Linked DNA regions of Rattus norvegicus: region 1 is linked to region 2. Evidence: chromatin contacts called from public Hi-C data. All regions are on one chromosome and are shown on one strand. Each heading gives the region's core, a stretch centred on a gene start, on an enhancer-like site or on the middle of the called end of the contact. The rest is flanking DNA. Distances are from core to core; before and after follow the strand shown. Region 1 overlaps Focad (focadhesin). Region 2 has its middle 15 kb from the start of Mllt3.

The links. A called contact is a pair of places that touch in the nucleus more often than the background predicts.
Region 1: a contact with region 2 is called in a Hi-C map of the A7r5 cell line, with 2.9 times the contacts expected there. The contact joins two enhancer-like sites. A contact is called at or near these places in 8 of 12 Hi-C or Micro-C datasets (the A7r5 cell line, the Rat2 cell line, frontal cortex and 4 more) and 1 of 1 datasets of contacts at active chromatin or transcription factors (oligodendrocytes).

The regions. Positions count from the first base shown.
Region 1 is chr5:107,822,848-107,826,866 of GRCr8, forward strand. The region is part of intron 19 of Focad (focadhesin); the gene reads left to right. Among named protein-coding and RNA genes, the nearest start is that of Hacd4, 140 kb to the right of the region's middle. Within about 2 kb of position 2,149, at least 6 of the 93 cell types and tissues checked have an H3K27ac peak or open chromatin away from gene starts, as enhancers often do. A contact at or near this core is called in the A7r5 cell line, where this site is marked.
Region 2 is chr5:107,573,983-107,578,040 of GRCr8, forward strand. No RefSeq gene overlaps it. Among named protein-coding and RNA genes, the nearest start is that of Mllt3, 15 kb to the left of the region's middle. Within about 2 kb of position 1,434, at least 11 of the 93 cell types and tissues checked have an H3K27ac peak or open chromatin away from gene starts, as enhancers often do. A contact at or near this core is called in the A7r5 cell line, where this site is marked.

The DNA of each region.
Region 1 (4,019 bases), core at 899-3,398, 250 kb after region 2:
CGTGTATGTGGTCTTCACACACGTAAAACTTTCACTGCCTCTTTTTAAGACTTACCCAAGAAACAGTAGGTGAATATAGCTGAGACATGGATTATGACTATGATTAAAATTTTATATTATTTAAAATTTATCTCCTTGCTATTAAAAATTCCTTAAAAATTTCATAGATGATCCATTGTGATAGCTGAGATATGGATTATGGGCTGTGATTAAAATTTCATATTATTTAAAATTCATCTTCTGGTTATTAAAAATTCCTTAAAAATTCCATAGATGATCGTTGTGATCGTAAGCTCGTCAATGTTAGCCAATATTTTGCTTTTTTGTTCAAATTCTGCCTTGAAAATATATACATGCAAACACTTAAGTTTTGAAAATGAGGTTTCATAAAAGAAATGAATGTTGTTATAGCTTTTCAACATAGTCATTGTTATATGTGATTATAGTAACCTATAGTGTTAATATCTGTTTATTTCTTGATTTCCTGACAAGTAGAGTTTCTCTGGAAATTTAGCCAAGTATGTATTGTTCATTTTTAGACAGAAGTCCTGACTGTCTCTGCCTCCTTTCATTGGAGCAAACTGAACAGTGGAGCATAGCCAAAGCTACCATGTTTTCATGTCTTCTCTTCTTTATGAGCTTCAAAGACTCCTTCACCATTGCTTTCTTCTCCACACTTCCTATCTTATGGCTCTCCGGGAGCCTTGAGTCTCTCCAGGGTTAATTGCTGCAGGAGTAGGAAAACGCCTTGCTCTATAAATCCTCCAGTACCCTGAAACAGCCATGCCCAATAGCTCACTTGGGGTTTTAAAATGACTTTGTGTCCTTTGCTGATTTCTGCTGCCTTCTGGCCAGTGGGAGGGTGTGACTACCTGGGGAGGAAGGAAAGGTTGCTACTGAGAACACCTTTTGAGGGTTGGTCCCTCTGTGCTAGCTCTGTGCTAGTGTTCATACTTGATGGCTACAGCACTCTACCAACTGTGCTTTTTAGTCGTTGTTGTTTGTTGTTTGTTTTTTGGAAATCTGGTAATTGGAGTCAAGTTGGTTTTGTAGGTATAACTCTGTCTGGCAAACCATCACCATAGACAGTGTTTTAATTTGTTCTGTGCTCACTTTCTCTGATTAATGAAGTGCGGACAAGCAGACAAGGGCATAGGTTGCAGCCATGGCAACAAAGACTAGGAGGATCCTGGGTGGATGATGCTTGGTAGCCACTAGTTACTGATGGTGGTGAAGTTGCTCTGAAAAGAGAGAGAACATGGCCTGTCTTTCATGGTAATTATTTCTTTCTCTTCCTCTTCCTCTTCCTCCTCTTTCTCTTTCTCCCTCCAGTCTTCTTCCTCCTTCCCTCCTTTTCCTCATCCTCCTTTTCTTCCTCTTCTTCTTAAACTATTTTTAAAAATTTTACCTGTGTTGGTGCTTTGCCTAGGTGTGTATAGGTGCATTGTGTCTGGGTGTACCTGGTGGCCATGGAGGAGAAGACATCAAATTTCCTGGTCCTGGTGTCCTTTTAAAGTTGGAGCTTAAAATTGTTTGCACTATAGTCCTGTTTGGATTTTGCCAGAAACTTTGTGTTTGTGAACGTTTGGATTTAGATTTTTATTTCTTTCATTTCAGACAGTGTAATTAAGATTCTTGGTTCCTTATGCTAAATTTATTTTTTTCAGTTGTGGGATGATTTTCTATTAGATATAACTGCAGTGATAACATGCTCACCTTGTTTTGTATAGATTTTCATCCTTTTATTAAATTCTCACCTGGTTGTATGTAAGGAAGAGGCCAAGGTCAAGCCTGCAGAGAGAGGGGAGAATGCTGGTTACTGGCTCAGTTGCTTGGGCAAGACGGTGTTCTCTGTAGTGTCTTCTCCATTCAGGTGCCTGCGTCTTCTCCTTACCTCACATCTCCAGGAGGGAGTGGAGAGGCTTTTATTGAGCACAGAGCGAGATAAGTAGACAGCTTTCTGTTGCTGGAACAGTGCACTTGCAAGTAAGTAGATTTTCTCTTGACATATGCTTATCCCTTTTGTCAGAACACAGTTCTTTCTTAAGAATATGAAATCACCCTCTCTTACCCAAGCGCTCCTGTCTTCACACTCACATGACTCACACACATTTCAGAGTCTGTACTCAGGCTGAGCTTGGAGCAGTCATACCTATACCACATTGTTCCGGAATTGGAGTACATAGCCTGCAATTTCATAGCATTCCTTTGTTTAGACGTTACAGTCATGAAGGTCATTACAAAGAAGGGCTTCGTGCTCAATGGAATAATTGAAGAAAGTTTAATAACGTCATTCTTTACAATTGTGTTTGTGAAGTTTATGGAAATTCATTAGACACAATGAATCATCCGAGAATAGCTAAGGTCCTTGGCCTGTGCGGGGAGGGTGAAAGACGTGCATGTCACAGATAGAGCTGCCTGAGGGGAGACAGCCCTCTGAATAAGGGTGCAGGCAGCCTGTAGTAACCTGTTGGACAGTATCTAGGGAATAAGTTCCCTGACTTCACTGTGTTTTCACTCTTTGATCTTCTGCCAATGCCTTTCATTGGTTGACAAAATGAGCAACCTCTTAATGCATTTCTTAAAGCTTAGTTTTGGAGGCTGCAGAGCAGCATTGAGAATGGTAGAGGGTAATTGTAGAGGAGTCAATAGAAACTGTTCCCAATAGATGTTCTCAGTTCTCTCTCTCTCTCAATCCCTCTCTCTCTCTCTCTCTCTCTCTCTCTCTCTTTCTGTGTGTGTGTGTGTGTGTGTTTGTGTATTGTATGTGAATGTTTATGTATATGTGGAGACCAGAGGTCAGTACTTTGTATGTATGTATTATATGTTCATGTACACATCTATACATGTGTATGGACTAGCAGTTGATAATGCGTGTATATTATATGGACATCTGTGTATGTGCATGTGTGTGTATAGACCACATTCGACGTTGTTTGTGTTATATGAGCATGACTGTGTATCTTTGTGCATGTGTATAGACTAGAGATTGATATTGTATGTGTGTATGCATGTCGTATGTGCATGTCTATGTATGTGTGTACATGTGTATAGGCCAGAGATTGACATTGTGTGTGTGATATATGTGCATGTCTATCTGTGTGTGTGTGTGTGTGTGTGTGTGTGTGTGTGTGTGTGTGTATACACCAGAGATTGACATTGGTTGCCTTCTTCAATTGCTGTCTTCCTTTTTTTGAGATGGAGATTTTCGCTTGTATCTAGGCCTTGCCATTTAGGTAGACTGTCTGACCAGCAGGTTGCAGGCATCCTCTGTCTTTGACTCACCATTGCTGGAGTGGCATGTGTGTGCTGCCTCACTTGGCCTTCTTATGTAGGTGTTGGAGATCAAATTTATGTCCTCATGCTCTGCTGTCATCTTTACCAACTGAGCTATGTCCCCAGTCCCTCTCCTCTCTGTGCATGGGTAAGTTTGGTTGTATCCTGGGGATTATATAGAAAAAATAGAAGAAAACTTAATTATTGTTCCAGTGAGCACTTACTTTAAATCATGGTCATTTAAAGGAGACTGTGAGGTAAAAATATTTCTAGTTAAATTTGGATATGGCTGTGTGGTCCCTTATTTTCCTGTTTATACTGAAGGAATGTGCAGTAGTTTTTCCTGTTTGTTTTTCCACTGTGATTTATTTAGCTTTAATGTTTTGTTTTTATTTCTGTATTGGGCAGCCTCTAGTGGTCCTTGAGGAAATAACACTCAAACATGAACCCACTGTCTTACCATTGTTTTTTGACATCTTGTCTTCCGATCCTACATTTTTATGTTGTTTTGTAGTACATACAGTGTCAAATAACAAAGATCATGAGGTTCGCTAGAAGGAGCATAAACAAAGAAAGTAAGAAATGAGCCTTTCCTTACAAGTTTTTAATACTTGTGCTAACATTGCTACAGGATCGGCTTGGTTCTAAAAGGTCTCTCTGAAAACATCCAAAGGACAGGAGGACTCATTCCATGCAAAGCTAGAAACAGCGTGCTTCAGGAGGACAGCCAGCAAGTCTTGTGC
Region 2 (4,058 bases), core at 184-2,683:
GCCCATTGTTTTAGTGAGAGCTCTGGGGTTTGAACACAGATCCTGTCTCAGTTGCACTCTATTGGTATAAGAACACACCAAGAGAGAGACCAAAAGTGACTTGAGGGAGGAAAACATTTGGCCTTACACTGCTACATCACAGTTCATCCTTTAGTGAAGTCAGGCCAGGAACTCCAGGCAGGAAGTGAAGAAGAGACCATGGAGGCACACTGCTTACTCAGTCTGCACAGTGGGGTTAACACCCACACTGGGCTGGGCCCTCCCACATCAATCGCCGATGAAGAAAATACCCCCACAGCTTTTCATCCTGACTAATGTGATGGGGCCCCTTTCCAGGAGCCCCGGCCTGCATCAGGTTGACAAACACTAACCCACACAGAATCTCACTATTGCACAGGAAGTGCTTTTACCCACAAGGCCATCTGCCCAGCCCCAAAGTAGTATCTTTTAAAACCACATGTCAGTTTCTATGTTTATTTGCTTTCCTTCTGTGGATATGCATAATTTCCTAAGTCTTAATTCTCTCTTCAGAAATAAAGCTAGGGCTGAAGAGACCACTGCTCTTTCAAAGAACCAGAGTTCAGTTCCCAACTCCAGATCAGGAGGCTAAGAAGTCTACCTCCAGCTCTGGGGCAGGGGACATCCGACACTTTGTCCAGGCCTCTGCAATGCCTACACAGGGGTCCCACATACTCATATACACGTACATCTTTTAAAAAGAAAGAGAGGAAACTTAGGGCAAAGTCTAGCCTTTCTGAGTCATGACAACCTAAATTTACTACTCACTGAAAAGCCATTTTCAAGAGGGAAGGGGGAAAACTTTTCACAACAATCTCCACAGTGAGGGTGGGGAATTGAGGACAATCCAGATTGTACAGTAAGACCTTGCCTCAGAAGCAAGGCGTGAGAGGAAAAGGGCAAGGAAGTGAGTATATTAATTACTTTTCCTTTTATTTTTTACTATAAAAGTTTAAAACTTTTGATTTTTTTTTTTCCGGAGCTGAGGACCGAACCCAGGGCCTTGAGCTTGCTAAGCAAGCGCTCTACCACTGAGCTAAATCCCCAAACCCTTAAAACTTTTAAAAATTAATTTTAATATTTAATGTGTATGTGTTTGACTTTATAAATGTTTATTGCTAGCATTCTGGAAAGAAGCCAGGAGAGGGCCTTGGATCCACTGGAACTGGAGTTACCAGTGGTTGTGAGCTGCCATGTGGGTAAGGAGAATTAGATCAGGTCCTCTGGAGGAGTCACTGAGCTGTCTTTCCAGCCCGCTACTTACTTTTCTAACTGGTATGTGAAAATACCTGACAATAGCTGCTTGAGGAAGGAAAGGTTTCTTTTGGTTTCACCATTTGAGACTGTGGATGTCGTGGCGGGGGAGTCAGGGTAGCAGGAGGATGAGTCAGCTGCTTAGACTGCGTGCACAGTCTGCTCATGAATTAAATTCCACACCCGAGGCAGAGGACAGGAGATGCGATCCCAGAGCCAGGGTACGCTCAGCAGCAGACGCAAGTGTGTACAAGGCTCCAGCTTTAATCTCCACTAGATGTGAGGGTTTAGTCACACTGGACGTGTCAACCTACTTATCCCATTTGACTTGAACACATTTCGGAGGTTATTGATTTAAAATGACATGGACAAGGGCTGAGGATGTAGTCTAGCAAGCAAGCGTGAGGCCCTAGGGTCAACCACAAAGAAAACAGAAACACAAGTATGTGAATTTGGAGATGTTTTATGTAAAAATGTGAGACCCCTACTTCTGAAGGGGAAAACAGTCACAAGATCTAACTTGGCACTTGAAACTGACTCAAACGAACAAGTCAGCTGAAACCTTGAGCAGCACCCTGTGAGGCCAGCTACTCCTGTTACCTCTGAATACAGCGTCCTATAAGGCTGGGTAGTTCTGTTGCCTCCAAATACATTACATGAGTTTGGAGTCAGGGACTGGGCTGGGTGTTTGTGGATTCTTGGCCTCATAGCCAAAGAATTGAAAATAAGGGTTCACTGAGGATTTCTAGAATAAGCAAAGTGGCTTAGAACAAATCAACAGTGCAGACTGAAGAGGAATATGCTGTCAGGACTGACAACAGCAGGCCACACAGGCGAGAATACTCCTTAGCGTACTTCACGATCCTTACGTGGAGTTCCAGAGGAAGAACAGTTTGATTACTAAGGGCTATGCCTGATCAGCTCTCTATTTTGATTAATACATTGAATTTTACATTAATTTGCCCTGCTGCATATGTTCCTTCCTATCATAATACAGCTGATTTTACTCACATGGATGCATAGGCAGGCATAAATCAGTAAACCAGTCTCTCTAAATCTTTACTAGAGAGGGGCTAGAGAAATGGCCCTGCAGTTAAGAATATATAATACTCTTGCAGAAGACCCAAGTTTAGTTCCCAGCACCCACAGCTGGCTGTTAACTCCAATTTATGAGGGGATCCGATGCTTCTGATCTCCACAGGCATCTGCAATCACATGCACATACCCACATGTAGGCACACACATGCATATATACTTTTCAAGCCAAAATAAGTCTTTAAAGTTTGCTAGAGGAACGAACTTTGCCTTAGTGCAATAATACACCCCACACCAAGTTCAGATTAGCCCTTCTATTTTTCATATCTGATATGTCAGGAGTACACTGTCTAAATTCGGTTACTATTATGAATGGACAAGCATTGTTCAAAGGTGAGAATGCAAGTAGCCTGACACAGGTGAGGAGCTGAGGTAGTTCTGAAGTTGTTAAGTGCGTTGTATAGAGAGAGTTGTGTGTGCACAGTGAATGTAGGTGAAAGAACTGGACCATTAAATGAATCTGTGTGGGGTTGGGGATTTAGCTCAGTGGTAGAGCGCTTGCCTAGGAAGCGCAAGGCCCTGGGTTCGGTCCCCAGCTCCGAAAAAAAGAACCAAAAAAAAAAAAAAAAAAAAAAAAGAATCTGTGTGCTCTGCCTCAGGATAGCAATCTGTCTCCCAGGCCCGCCTGCTTCAGATCCACTCAGCCATTTCACTTGGTCTACTGGCTGAAGCTGTAAGCCCTGTAGGCATGATGAAAATGTGGTTCAGATATGTGACTGCTTAATCACCAGGGAGTGGAACTGTTTGAGAAGGACTGGGAGGTGTGACCTTTTGGAGAAAGTGTGTCACACCAGGCCCAGTGTCTCTATATCTTCTTGATGCCTGCAGATCAGGATCTAAAGCTCTCAGCTATTGTCCTAGCACCATGCCTGTCTGATTCCCTCCATGATGATAACAGACTGTCTGAAACTGTAAGCTAGCCCCCAATTAAATACTTTCTTTTATAAGAGATGTCTCTGTCATGGTGTCTCTTCACAGCAGTAGAATAGTTACTAAGACAACTTGTTCCTAGAACGCTGTCACTGACATGAGACAGATAAGGGGAACCTCTGACCAGCCAAATAGGCACAAAAACAATTCTGGTTTAAGGAAACATTTTGTATGTTTTGTTTGTTTTGGCAAGGCTTCACTATTTGGCCCTGACTGGCCTGGTATTAGAAGAGGCTGGCCTTGAACTCAGAGAGAACAGCTTGCCTCTGCTTCCTGAGTCCAAGGATTAAAGGCTCAGGCCACTACTTGGGTCCTGGCCTCTTATATTCTTCCAGCATCCTTCAGTCCCTACCTGTTACAAGGTATTGCTGGTGAACCCCACCCTCTACCCTGAACTCACCCAGCCTAGGTGCTGGGCTACCTTCTCCCCAAAGCCTTTTTCCTTTAAAATTCACTTTGGTTGCCCACTCCTCTTGCTCCTTTTATACCTTTGGCCTCCTAGCCGCTGTACTTGACTCTCTCTCTTCATTCCTCTCCCTCTCTCCCTCATGCTTCAGGATCATGTCTGGACACTCAGAGATATGTCTTCATCTGGTTATGCTCCTCCACATATCTATAATGAACTTTCTTCCCCCCACAACTAGAATCAATCTTGTCCTTTCCTTTCCTTGTTCTTTCTCTTTCTTCCTTTCTTTCTTTCTTTCTTTTTTTCTTTCTTTCTTTCCTTCCTTCCTTCCTTCCTTCCTCCCTCCCTTTCTTTT